Linked DNA regions of Mus musculus: regions 1, 3 and 4 are each linked to region 2. Evidence: chromatin contacts called from public HiCAR-type and promoter capture Hi-C data. All regions are on one chromosome and are shown on one strand. The core of a region is the stretch at or near the end of the contact, and the rest is flanking DNA. Distances in the headings are between cores, read along the strand shown. Region 1 holds the start of Zfp14 (zinc finger protein 14). Region 2 holds the start of Sars2 (seryl-aminoacyl-tRNA synthetase 2). Region 3 holds the start of Aplp1 (amyloid beta (A4) precursor-like protein 1). Region 4 holds the start of Zfp30 (zinc finger protein 30).

Region 1 (2,839 bases), core at 17-2,516, 1.3 Mb after region 2:
ACGAACTAGCAAAGCAGGCTTCGTGGATAAGAAAGCTGCAGCCTGGAATGCAGAGATGGATCAGCGGGTTACACTCTCAGCACCTACGTGACTGCTGTAACTCCAGTTCCAGAGAATCCGATGCCCTCTTCAGGGCTCCTCAGGCGCAGTCACACTCAGTGGTGCACAGAAAGAAAAGCAGACAGAAACACTCACATACGTAAAAAACGAACATGTTAAAAATTTAAAACCTGTGAGGCTGGAAACAGCTGTACTGCTAGGAGCAGTGGCTGCTCTAGCAGAGGATGCAAGTGTGATTCCCCGTACTCACATGGTGTTTCACGACCGTCTATAACTCCAGTTCCTGGGAATCAGACACCTTCTCCTGGCTTCTGCTGGTATGTGTATACACACAAATACACACACACACACACACACACACACACACATAAAAAAGAAAAAATACAAAAGACATTTGTAACCACACAAAGAGGGCCTGGACCCGCATTTAATCAGAGACATAATCTCTGAGTGATGCTTACTATCAGTCTGCATGAATCTGTCTCCTCTACCCTGACCAAGATAACACCAAACCGCTGCTTCTTTCCAAGCTAACTTCATTTTCACTTTCACAGTAATGAGGAGTAAATGTCCCCATGCCTGGAAAAACAAGGAGTACACTTCATAGGACAACGAGAAAGAAGAAAGTTAGGCTATTTTTTTTTCCGCAGTAATGTTGGGTCTCTATGTATGCAACAACAATCGTTTCCTGCTTTTATTCCCTCGCCTTCCCTAAAATGAACAAGTCTGGGGAAAAGGTCAAACCGGGAAGGTGCGGGCTTGGTAGCCTGGGGACACACCCCTCGCGACCAGCCCTTCCACACACATAACCTACTGGAAATGGAGCGCCGCGGATGGAGAGGACACTGGCCGCCACCGGAGGGGCAGGTTTGACAGGCGACGGCCACCGGGGCTGCCTGGCGGGGAGGGAGCGCGTACAAAGCAGCCCTGCGGTGGCAGCTGCGCTGTCTTTTTGTACGGAGGGCCCTCACTCTGAGGTTCACACACAGAACTCAGAGCCATGCTGGGCCTCTGGGCTCTGCAGCGGGAAGACGGAGGATGCAACGGGGTACGCGGTGTCCACTCAGCGTCACCGACTCCAAGTCTCTCAAGCCAACTAAAGACAAACCTACGCTGCCCCCGCGACAATTTCCTCAGTGCAAGGGACCAACTCACCTCTCAGAGCGGACCGGCGCTAAGCAGCCGGAAGGATGCTGCGCAGAGGCCTGTGGGAAATGTAGTCCATGGTGGGAAAGACTGGGCCAACGCAGCGGAGTGCGCAAGCGTGCTCGGGGCTGTGATGGGTGGAGGCCTCTGGGTGTGATCTTGGACCAGCTGGAAGGGCTAGGAGATTCCGCTGCCCTCTGCCCCCAAATCCCCACCCCAAACCTAGCTCACTGGGCTGGGGGTTGTGTCGTTGCCCTACCAGGGCTGAGAACACCATCATCACATTATCACATGCTTAATATGTGAGATAAGCATATTCTCACCCCAGCGAGGGTGTAGGCATGATCAGGGAACTCAGTAAAATACATTCTCCAAAGGTGCAGTCCCACATCTACCCAGGGAAAGGTTGCTCAGGCTCCTTGGAGTTCCCGCTGCCTCTGCTTTCTCCCACTGTCCCTTCTAGCCGTTGTGTATATTGGTCTAGTCGTTGGTATTGGCCTTAGGTTTTGTTTTGCAAACTGGAGATGAAGCCAAGACCTCTAAGACTGGAAAGATAATTATGCTTTCTTCTATCACAGTGGTTCTCAACCTGTTGGTCGAGATCCCCCCCCCCCTTGGGGGTCAAATGACCTTTCACAGGGACCACCTAAGACCATCAGAAAACACAGATATTTACATTAGGATTCCTAACAGTAGCAAAATTACAGTTATAAAGTAGTACCGAAAATAATTATATAGCTTGTGGATCACCACAACATGAGGAACTGTATTAATGGGTCGCAGCTTTAGGGAGGTTGAGAACCACTGCTCTAACATTTTCTTGTGTTTGTGCCAGGCCTCATCCGGTCTTCAGGAGACTGAAGCATGCAGACTGCAAATTCAAGATGAATGGAAAAAAAAAAAAAAAAAAGGAGGACATGACTGCTCCCAAGGGATTGAGATCTAAGAGAGAGCACTGGCAGGGGCGTCTGAAAGTAACCAGGGTGGCCATGACTGCCGGACTAAATGGGGCCATGTGAGGGGAGGGGGTGGGGTGTAGGACAGGCTAGAAGCCAAGAGGCCAAGTGCAGCGGGCAAGAGGTAACAAAAGGACCTTGTGCCCAAAATGACTGGGTTATACAGGAATCACAGAAGCTGGGAGATGGGAAGCCCAGGCCTGGGCTACAGAGTTTGGGATAGTGGGGGGCAAGGTATATCAGCCAGGATGTCTCTGTAATAGGTGCTGGGGATGTTGAAAGATCCTCATCGATCCTCTTGTTTCTTTCCAGAGCGCTGTTATTACAGGCATCCGTCAACATTCCCAGCGTTGGGACGTTAGTTTTAGGAACGTGACAATTGAGAGGCTGGTGAGATGGCTTAGTGATTGAGAACCCTTGCGCTCTTGCAGACACAACACATATGATGGTTCCCAAGTGTCTGTAACTTCAGTTGCAGAGGGCTGGTGAGATGGCTCAGTGGGTAAGAGCACCCGACTGCTCTTCCGAAGGTCCGGAGTTCAAATCCCAGCAACCACATGGTGGCTCACAACCACTCACAATGAGATCTGACTCCTTCTTCTGGAGTGTCTGAAGACAGCTACAGTGTACTTACATATTAAAAAAAAAAAAAAGAACAATAAATAAAGGGGTGGATG
Region 2 (2,984 bases), core at 114-2,613:
CTACAGAGTGAGTTCCAGGACAGCCAGGGCTACACAGAGAAACCCTGTCTCGAAATACCATGTGAATGGAATACCCAATGCCTGCCTCCCTCAGAACACTGTGTACAAACCTGATGTCTGGGCAATGTCTAGGAACATAAAAGTTGTCCTCCAATGGGTGGCCCGTCTTAGAATTAGAAAAATAGCACGTGAATGAATAACTAAACTTCTTCTTCTTCTTTTTTTTTTTTTTTTTTTGGTTTTTTGAGACAGGGTTTCTCTGTGTAGCCCTGGCTGTCCTGGAACTCACTTTGTAGACCAGCCTGGCCTCGAACTCAGAAATCTGCCTGCCTCCCGAGTGCTGGGATTAAAGGTGTGCGCCACCACTAAACTTCTTAGCTTGGCCTTCTCACCTGTAGGGGGTGATCAATAAACACTGAAGGAATAAACACTACTGAGAGACACCTAAGCAGGGAGACATGCCAAGAAAGGAGCATTTGTTGGTATGATTGTTACACGGACATCGAGAGTGCACTTACACAAACTAAGACAGAATATCACCAGGCAATGCAATCTCAGGGATTCACCGCTATCGATGCAGGGGAGCCATGACTAAGACTGACTTAAACTCTAAGAACACAGGACCTTCCCACCTCCTGCCCCCTGAGCCGGGAGCGTGGTAGAAAACGCCTGTAACTCCAGAACTTGGGAGATTGAAGCGGTAGTCAGGAGGTCAAGGCCATCCTGTCTACAAAGTGATTTGGAAGTTGACCTGGACTACAGTGAAACCCTGTCTCCAAAATAGAAAAGGCACCGTGCTTAAAGATGATACCATCCGAAATCTGGCAAAAACACGCAAATGCCAGGGAGCTGTCCTCGTCCCTGTGGCCCATGCTCACTTACCACGACTGAGGGACGTGGTGAGGCCATAAAGAAGGCCGGGCCAGGACATCTCGCCGCCTGCAGCGTCCCTGTATTAGGAGAGAAGACATTCAGAAAGGAGGTTGGGACCAGAAACCCACTCTCAGAGCCTTCTAGAATCTCCTCTAAAACAGAAAGTCCCCTCGCAAATTCAGTCTCCTTCTGAGTAGGCCCCCAAGGACCCAACCGCCCTTGCCCGGATACTGGAAGGGGAAACTGAGGAGAGAGGAGAGATCTGGATCACAGATAACTGCACCCACCTCACCAACCTAGCGGGGTCGCACACACGCCAACCCCTACCTCCAGCCCCTTCCGGGGTTCCTCCTTAGTGATTGGCTAGATCTTTCCTGCGTCACTGAAGGGACGGGACAAGGATGACGATTGGACAATAACAGATTCTAGCTGAGTTCCATTTTCCTCATTGGAAGGGATTCTGAAGCCTGGGCGGGAAATCTCCTTGCGCGTCTGATTGGCTCGTCCATGATGAGTGACTTCTTGTTTCCACTCCAAGATGGCTGCGTCCATGGCGCGGCTTTGGTGGCCTTTCCTGGCTCGCCAGGGGCTCCGGTCCCGAGGACGCTGCGTGTGCAGCCAGAACCCAAGGAGGAGTTTCGCTACGGAGAAACGAGTCCGGAACCTCCTGTACGAACACGCACGAGAGGGCTACAGCGAGCTTCCCTACTTGGACATGGAGTCGGTGTGCGCATGCCCAGAAAAAGCCGCGCGCTCCCTGGAGCTCCGCAAGGGGGAGCTGCGGCCGGCCGACCTGCCTGCGATTGTGAGTGCGCTTGCGCCCTGAGGGAGCAGGATGCTTTACAGAACTGGGTTTACCAGATGCATTCCAGTTGTGGGAAAAACTACTCAACAGGAATTTGGGTTCCTTCCCAAGTTAGGCAATGTCTTGTGCATGACACCCACTTAGGTGCCAATGATCTAGGGAGAACTGAGGCCCTATTGAACGTCGTGGATGCCTTCTGTGACCTACATGCCCTTTTGCATGCATTTCATAATTCGACAGTTGGTATCTACTGTACTCCCAGAACCTAAATACCATTGTCTTCTGTACTCAAACTTCGTGCCGGGCTCACCCTTAGGCCACAAAGAAAAATGAGGAGGGAGGTGTGAATCAGAGGGAATTTTGGAGACAGAGCTTTGCATCCTGCTATAAACATCCTGATGGAGTTGAATGGATAAATACCTGCTAAACAGATATTTAAGGTATATCTGTTCATGTATTTATGATCCAGAGGTTAAGACTATGCGCCATAATTCTACCTTATAGGGAACTAAAATTGGGGGTCTCCATGCCGGTAGTGAATTCCGAATGTAATAGATGAATCTTCCCAACTCTGTTGCCTTGATAAAACACCATGAACAAAGCAACTTACAGAAGGATTTATTTTGGGCTTGGTAGGGAATGGCAGAATAGCAGCAGGTCACAGAGCAGTAAGCTGACAGCACACATCTTTAACCACAATCATGAAGCACAGACCTCAAACTAGATGCAGGACGAGGCTTTAAGCTCTCAAAGCCCACCTCCAGGAACATATTTCCTCCAGCAAGGCCACGCCTCCTAAGCCTCCCCAAACATCACCAGCCACTGATCATTTGACCATGTTCAAATGTCAGGATATGGGGGACATTTCTCATTCAGGTCACTACAGACTCTCACACCACCAGTCATTGTCAATCACTTTAGCCATATTTCAAGTTTTTGTCATGTTTAGTTTTTCACCAGTAAGCACTGGTGGCTAAGCCAAATAGGGCACTTCCTGCCAAACCTGATAACCGGAGTTCAATTTCCTGGTGGTAGGAGAAAACCAATTCTTGAGAGAATTGTCTTCTGACCCCTCATTTAAGCGCAAACACAAGAAAGTCACGTACATGCTTAATAATAGAAGAAAGGAGCCGGGCGGTGGTGGTGCACGCCTTTAATCCCAGCACTCGGGAGGCAGAGGCAGACAGATTTCTGAGTTCGAGGCCAGCCTGGTCTACAGAGTGAGTTCCAGGAAGCCAGGGCTATACAGAGAAACCCTGTCTTGTAAAAAAATAAATAAATAAATAAAAAATAATAATAATAATAG
Region 3 (3,193 bases), core at 4-2,503, 1.7 Mb after region 2:
ACTCCAGCACGCGCTGCGGGTCCAGAAGACAGCGTCGTGATCGCTGTGGGTCTGGTTCCCAGCGGCCGGTGCGCAGGTCCCGGTGAAGGGTTAGACGCCCACATAGTCCAGCCACTTGAGCCGACCCCGGAGCCTGGGAATGAAGGCAGATGGGGCAGTGAGGAGCCAGGGCAACGATGTCATCTGTGTTGTCTGGTTCTTTGCTCCCTAAAACCCAGATAGGGCTCCTGCCCCTATCTCTAGCACCAGCTCCTTCTAAGCACCTTCTGAGTGGAGAGACCGTTCCCCGGGAAACAAATCCCGTGGGGCTGGAGCGCCCCAGCTCTCCCGTTGCTATGGTGACCTGGGTCCCCACCCCCCCGCCCCGTTTCTCGCGGCCTTGTTGCTGAGAAGACAGGCTCCGCCCCCGCCCCAGCGGCTTGGGTCTGAAGCCTGAAGGGGTTAAACTTGAATCGTGTTGGGGGAGGCGGGGGGCGAACCCAGGCGTTCTGGCCCCTCCTCCCTCCATCCCCAGTTCAGGTTCCCACTGAGGGGGTGCAAAGACGACAGGGCCCAGCTTCCCAGCAGGCCTGCACATCAGACCTTTAAGGACTAGAGGAGCTATATCCGGATTGAGTAGTGGGTGGAGGCCCGGACTACTGGATGTTTGAGGGCAGGGGGTTCATGTGGGTCCAGATAATACAAGGGACCTGGGTTCTTAGAGCCAAGCGCCTACTGCCTGGTGCGTCCTACGCTTAGGTGGGCAGGTCTTGGGGCTTTGTCGTCTAGGGGTGCTCTGGATTTCTTGGACCAGAGGCTCTTGGAAAGAGCCAGGTCCGACGATGCGGGTGGGAGGGGGCAGGGACGTCAGACGATGGAGGAACCTAGGAAAATCTACAGTTCGGATCGCGTGGGGCAGGCCACCTGGCCAAAAGGACTGCGGTGGCCGTCCCGCGTCCAGGTCGAGGCCCGGTCCCGCCCCTTCCCCATCCCCAGGACCCGGCCGGGCCTCACCTCGGCCGCGCTGGGGCTCCCAACAGCCAGGTTCCCGACGGCGAGCTGCGCGCGCAGAAGCAGCAATGACAGTGGCAGCAACAGCGGCAGCGGCGGCGGTCGCCAGCGGCGACCCTGACCGCGAGCGGCGGGGCTGGTGGGCCCCATGTCCGGGCCTCGGGCCCTCACGTCCCCTGCGCTCCCGCCCGGCCCTACCCGGCCCCAGCGGTGACAGGAGCTCCCAGCGCCACCGCCGCCTCCTCCTCCCGCCGCCCCCGGGCTGCGCCGGCGCCGCCAGCCCCGCCCCGCGCCGGCCCCGCCTTCCCAGCCAGGACAATAGCGTGGCGGCTCTGCGCACTGAGAGGCTCCGGAACCCCGGGAGGGAGCCTGCTCCAAGTCCCAGCCCCTCAAGATTCCAGGTGTCACTGTCCGCGTGAAGACCGAGTCACTAGGTTCAGTCCTGGGCGTAGCCGTTTTCTGGACTTTCATCCTTGGCCTTCTCTTCTGGCAAACGCAGACACCCAGCATCAGCTTTGTCCTCCTCCAAGGATGCCAGAATCCATGGGGGTGGGGGTCTTCCATAAATCCCTCTCTTGAGGTCCCAGGAATATAGACCTCCGAATTTTCCCAGTCAAGAATTTAGGGAGTGTACTAGGAAAGCCTGTAATCCCGGCACCTGAGAGGAGGGGGCGGGAGGATAGGAGTTTGAAGCTAGCCTACCTACATGCAACCCAGTCTCAAAAGACAAAACACAGCTACAGCTAGGTAAATCTGCTCCCTTCCAGGCCTCTTCTGTCTCAGGACCGGAGGCCAAGTCTCCCACCCTTGCTTCCTCAAACCTAGGAAGCCTTCCTGCCCTGATTGCCAGGTGTCTGGATCTTCAAATACTCCCTCCAAAAATCCATGACTAAACCCTTTCTTTACAGATGACTCGGGTCAGGTGCTGGATACCATAGCCTTCCAAGACCAGCACCTGAGGACCACTGTGTGGAGTCCCCCATTCTCACCCTTTCTAAGGGCCACCTCAAGTCTTCTGCCTAAAGGGTTCACTGTTTTATCTTAAGTGAGTGTACAATATTCTAATCCCCCCCCCCGAAGCAGCCCAGATGTGTGTGTGTGTGTGTGTGTGTGTGTGTGTGTGCATCTGTATGGTGTGGACCTGCCCACATTTGTCTGTCTTTCTGCTTTGTGTGTGTGTGCATCTCTGTGGATGTGGGTGGGGTGAGGTAGTGGTGTATTATTAAAAGAGTTTAAAGTGGAATGGTGATGTGCACCTGTAATCCCAGAGGGCCTGAGGCAGCAAGATCAAGAGTTCCAGGCTAACTGCTGAGAGAAGGCTCAGTGATGAAAAGCACTGGCCGCTCTCTCAGAAGACCCGGGTTCAATTCCCAACACCCACACTGTCTATAACTCCAGTCTTAGGGGACCCATCCCTCTGTTCTGGTCTCAGGGACCAGGAATGTATATAGTATACAGTAACACATGCAGGCAAAACACCCACACAAGTAAAATAAAAATAACAGATCTTAAAATACAGAGAGAGAGAGAGAGAGAGAGAGAGAGAGAGAGAGAACCTACAGCAGTAAGCCAGTAGCAAGGGGCTAAGGAAGGACTTAGGACATCATCGCTACTGCCACCCAATGCATGAGAGGCGAGGGAGGACTAGATACAATACAACCTTTGTGGGCCTCTTCATTCATGGAAAACACCAGGAGACTCCTCCAAGTGAAAGAAAATTAAAATTCAAGGTCCATGACTCATGTGGCTTGTGTCAGTTAGTTAGGAGGGCCTTTGGGCCTAGGGCAAAAACAAAGGCTGTAAAGTCATCCAGGAACTGGCTAGCCATAAAAGACAGGGAAGACATACCAGGATGTCCGGACTGGCCCGGCGTCTCCCTATCTCCCGCCCTTCTGACATGGGTTAAATGTTAACCAGATGCTCTGCTGTTACCTTGCTCTGCACATACAGTTTGCTGATGTTTAAACTGTCCAATTGTGTGAAACCATGCCAATTCTTCCCCTACCCCCACTCTTTTCCTATATAAACCCCTAACTTTTGAGCCTCGTGGTCGATTCCTCTATCTCCTGCGTGAGATACGTGTCGCCTGGAGCTCCGTCATTAAACTACCTTGTGTGTTTGCATCAAGACGGTCTCTCATGATTCCTTGGGTGTGCGCGCTATCTCGTGACTCGGGTGGGGGTATCCCCACGGAGGTCTTTCA
Region 4 (3,253 bases), core at 644-3,143, 1.0 Mb after region 2:
AGGAACTGGACTGGGTCCTCTGCAAAAGCATGCTCTTAATCACTGAGCTGTCTCTTCAGCACCTTCTTGTGTTTTGAAACAGGGCCTTGCTCTGTAGTTTTTTTTGTCTTGTATTTTATGTGAATCAATGTTTTGCTTACATGCATTGCCAGTTGCCCATTGAAACCAGAGGAAGTCATTGCATCTCCTGGTATTGGAGCTACAGACAATTGTGAGGCACCATGTTAGTGCTGAGAGCTGAACCTGGGTCCTCTGGAAGAGCAGTCAGTCCTTTAAGCACTGAGCCACCTTTCCAGACCCCTCAATTATTAAATGCTATAATATTTAATAATACTAATCATCATCATCCTCATCAGTGTTAGAAACCTATCAGAAGACAAGCTACCCAATAACCCAGGGTGGTGCCTAATACCTGTAATTCCAGCTGAATGGAGAAGCTGATTCAGCAGAATCACAAGTCCCAGGCCAGCCTGGGCTGTCGTTCAAATAAACAGCCCACCAATGTCAGGCTAAAGGGGCCCCCACAAACCAAATCTTGGGAAAAAAATAGGCATCAAAAAGAATTAAATTAACTATAACTCATTAAGAATCTATGCATATGTGCTGTTGAGACTAAATTAAACGGGCTAAAGGAAAGCTCTTTCTAACATAACTCTCTTAGGGTTTTATTGCCGTGAAGGGACACCATGACCAGGGCAACTTTTATAAAGGAAAACATTTAATAGGGGCTGGCTTGCAGAGGTTCAGTCCACCATCGTCCTGCGGGAAAGGTGGAGGCTTGCAGGCAGATGTGGTGTACCTTGGGCATATGTGACCTCAAAGCCCCGCCTCTACGGTGATGATACACTTCCTCCAATAAGGCCACACATAAAATCACTACTTGGCATGGGCAAGCATACAAATGCATGAATCTATGGGGCCATACCTATTCAAACCACCACAAGAACATAAGAATAACATGAAAACCCAATCGATTATTCTTTCAGAGAAGCCCATACTGCGATTTCAGGTGCCGTCATTCGGAGCCCCTCTCCTCATGCTAAAGCCTAAAACCCCAAGCCTAAAATAATAAAATAAAATAAAAAGCCGGGTGGTGGTAGCGCATGCCTTTAATCCCAGCACTTGGGAGGCAGAGGCAGGTGGATTTCTGAGTTTGAGGTCAGCCTGGTCTACAGAGTTCCAGGACAGCCAGGACTATACAGAGAAACCCTGTCTCGAAAAAACAAAAAAAAAAAACCAACAACAAAACAAAACAAACAAACAAACAAAAAACCCACAAAACAACAGCCACAACAAAAACTCAAGCCTGCTTTGTTAAAAGAAAACCACGTCCGAAGTGGTGGTGCACACCTTTAATTCCAGCACCACGGAAACAAAGGCAGGTGGATCTCAGAGTTCCAGGCTAGCCTGGTCTACACAGATTCCAGGCTAGCAAGGGCTGCATAGAGAGAGTTTGTCTCAAATAGAGATTTAAGAAGAAAGAAAAACTGGTTAAAAAAAAAAAGAAAAGAAAAAGAAAAAACTCAGGTAGAGGGCGGGGGTGTGGTGGTGTGTGCCGTTAATGTCCACATTCAGGAAGCTTACTGGAGAATCACTTCAATTTCAAAGTCAGCCTGGTGTCCACAGAGAAAACCAGGGTCATTTAGAGAGACCACAGCTTTAAAAACAAACAATAGATGCCCAAACTAGTATAAGTGGTTCAGCCAACGCTCCACGCTGGACCTCAAAGCATCTGGGGGTTAGTTTGTTCAACGCCAGAGCTACTGCTGTAGGCCTAAAGACTTGGCCATTTCTGCCCAATCCTGGATCCTGGAACCAAACTCCCTCTGTCCAGGCCTGCACAAGATGCTACCGAAGGCTCCCCGCCTCCCTGCGGCTCCCTTGTGCGCATGCGCATTGAAGCAGCGAGAAAGAGACACACACAGCCCCACCTCCAACCCCCTTCCCCTGACCAAGAGCTAGGGGCCTGGCTCGCAGCCTCCGCGGGGCTGGAAGCCCAGAACCTAGTCAAAGAAGCTAGTGGCAGTCGGACTCTCAGGCTTGAGATCTGATGTCCCAGAGCCTTCAGTACCACGGTCCCGTCCGTAGCACTTTGGTGCCGCCGCTGCAGCGCTGACCGCGCTGGCAACCCACCCTCCCGGGATACCCGTCAGCTGGGTGGTCCCCGGTCTCGTGCGGCCTACGCTCTTCTCCGGGGACCCGCTCTGAGGACCCCTGGGACTCAGGTGGCCCGTTCGTGGGTACAGCTGCCGTGCTGACGCGCTGCACCTAAACCCCGGCCTGGCTGTGGACAAGGACCGAGAGGGAAGGCGGGGGCCGCGACTTGCACGGTGGAGATACCCTGTGCAGAACCTTAGATTCCCGGCGGGCCTGGGGAGCAGAGAACCGGGGGACACCTCGGACCTAAGGCTGGGCAGCCCCGGACTGGTAACTGGTGAAGCAGAGTGGCCGAAGCAGCAAACTCGGGCACGGGTGACTGTGGGCTGCTGTAGTCTATCTCGCTTGCTGGGATCATACGGATGGGGTCAGCCTGGAGCCCTGAAGCTTGGAAGGGGATTCTGATCAATTTCAGAAAAGCGTAGGGGTGAGGCCAGAGGACGTGGTGGCATACACCTGACTTCTCGGGATTTGGGAGGTGGAGGCAGGGGGAGTAGGCGCTCAAGGTCATTCTCTACTGCCTAACGTTGGGTTGCAAGAGAGAAAAAGAAAAGAGAAGAAGAAGGAAAGAAGAGAAAAGAAAAGAAACAAGGCCTGGAGTGTCTGCCAGTCTTCAGAAGAGACCCTAGAAGCCAGCAGCTACTACTTCTGTTTAAAACAGAGATTATGTGTGAGTTTCTAGAACTTCTGTGTTCCTGTGAAATGCTTGAGTTTTTGTTTTTCGTTTTTGGTTTTTTGTTTGTTTGTTTTTGCTGTTGTTGTTGTTGTTGTTTTGAGTATGGATTTTTTTAATTTCCTTCCCTTTGAAAGACGTTTGTGAAAATGTTTTATTCAACTGTGAGTGGTGTCACTGCCACTCCACTAGGACCAAGTGTTCAAGGCCAGCCTGGGTTACATTGAGACCCTGTCTTTAAAAAAAAAAAAAAGCGAACTATTCATTGCTTTGGGTCTGAGAATTTCCCTGCATTTTCAGTGGGCAGAGACTTAATCAGGATTCCTCTTTGAGTGCGCAGCGCCTGCGGTTCTATGGTTATGTAGCACCCACGTGCTATACATTTAGATGTCCTGTTTTTCTTAGGATTCTCTAATACGGAAA

The links. Promoter capture Hi-C pulls out the DNA fragments that hold promoters and counts their contacts. HiCAR-type assays count read pairs that join an accessible place to other places.
Region 1: a contact with region 2 is called in a promoter capture Hi-C map of liver, with 3 times the contacts expected there. The contact joins the promoter of Zfp14 here to the promoter of Sars2 in region 2. A contact is called at or near these places in 2 of 39 promoter capture datasets (both in liver) and 2 of 115 datasets of contacts at active chromatin or transcription factors (astrocytes and large pre-B cells).
Region 3: a contact with region 2 is called in a promoter capture Hi-C map of liver, with 2.8 times the contacts expected there. The contact joins the promoter of Aplp1 here to the promoter of Sars2 in region 2. A contact is called at or near these places in 2 of 39 promoter capture datasets (both in liver).
Region 4: a contact with region 2 is called in a HiCAR-type map of astrocytes, with 2.9 times the contacts expected there. The contact joins the promoter of Zfp30 here to the promoter of Sars2 in region 2. A contact is called at or near these places in 3 of 39 promoter capture datasets (embryonic stem cells, hippocampal neurons and liver), 1 of 115 datasets of contacts at active chromatin or transcription factors (astrocytes) and 1 of 9 other capture datasets (liver).

The regions. Positions count from the first base shown.
Region 1 is chr7:30,050,130-30,052,968 of GRCm38.p6, forward strand. It overlaps Zfp14 (zinc finger protein 14), which reads right to left and starts at 1,267. Exons shown (of 5, transcript NM_178733.5): 1 at 1,216-1,267.
Region 2 is chr7:28,740,605-28,743,588 of GRCm38.p6, forward strand. It overlaps Sars2 (seryl-aminoacyl-tRNA synthetase 2), which reads left to right and starts at 1,364. Exons shown (of 16, transcript NM_023637.3): 1 at 1,364-1,678. The coding sequence starts at 1,412. It overlaps Mrps12 (mitochondrial ribosomal protein S12), which reads right to left and starts at 1,217. Exons shown (of 3, transcript NM_011885.5): 1 at 1,161-1,217; 2 at 883-950. The coding sequence starts at 931.
Region 3 is chr7:30,444,329-30,447,521 of GRCm38.p6, forward strand. It overlaps Aplp1 (amyloid beta (A4) precursor-like protein 1), which reads right to left and starts at 1,254. Exons shown (of 17, transcript NM_007467.3): 1 at 994-1,254; 2 at 1-133. The coding sequence starts at 1,140.
Region 4 is chr7:29,782,075-29,785,327 of GRCm38.p6, forward strand. Zfp30 (zinc finger protein 30) reads left to right here and starts at 1,894. Exons shown (of 5, transcript NM_001360208.1): 1 at 1,894-2,827.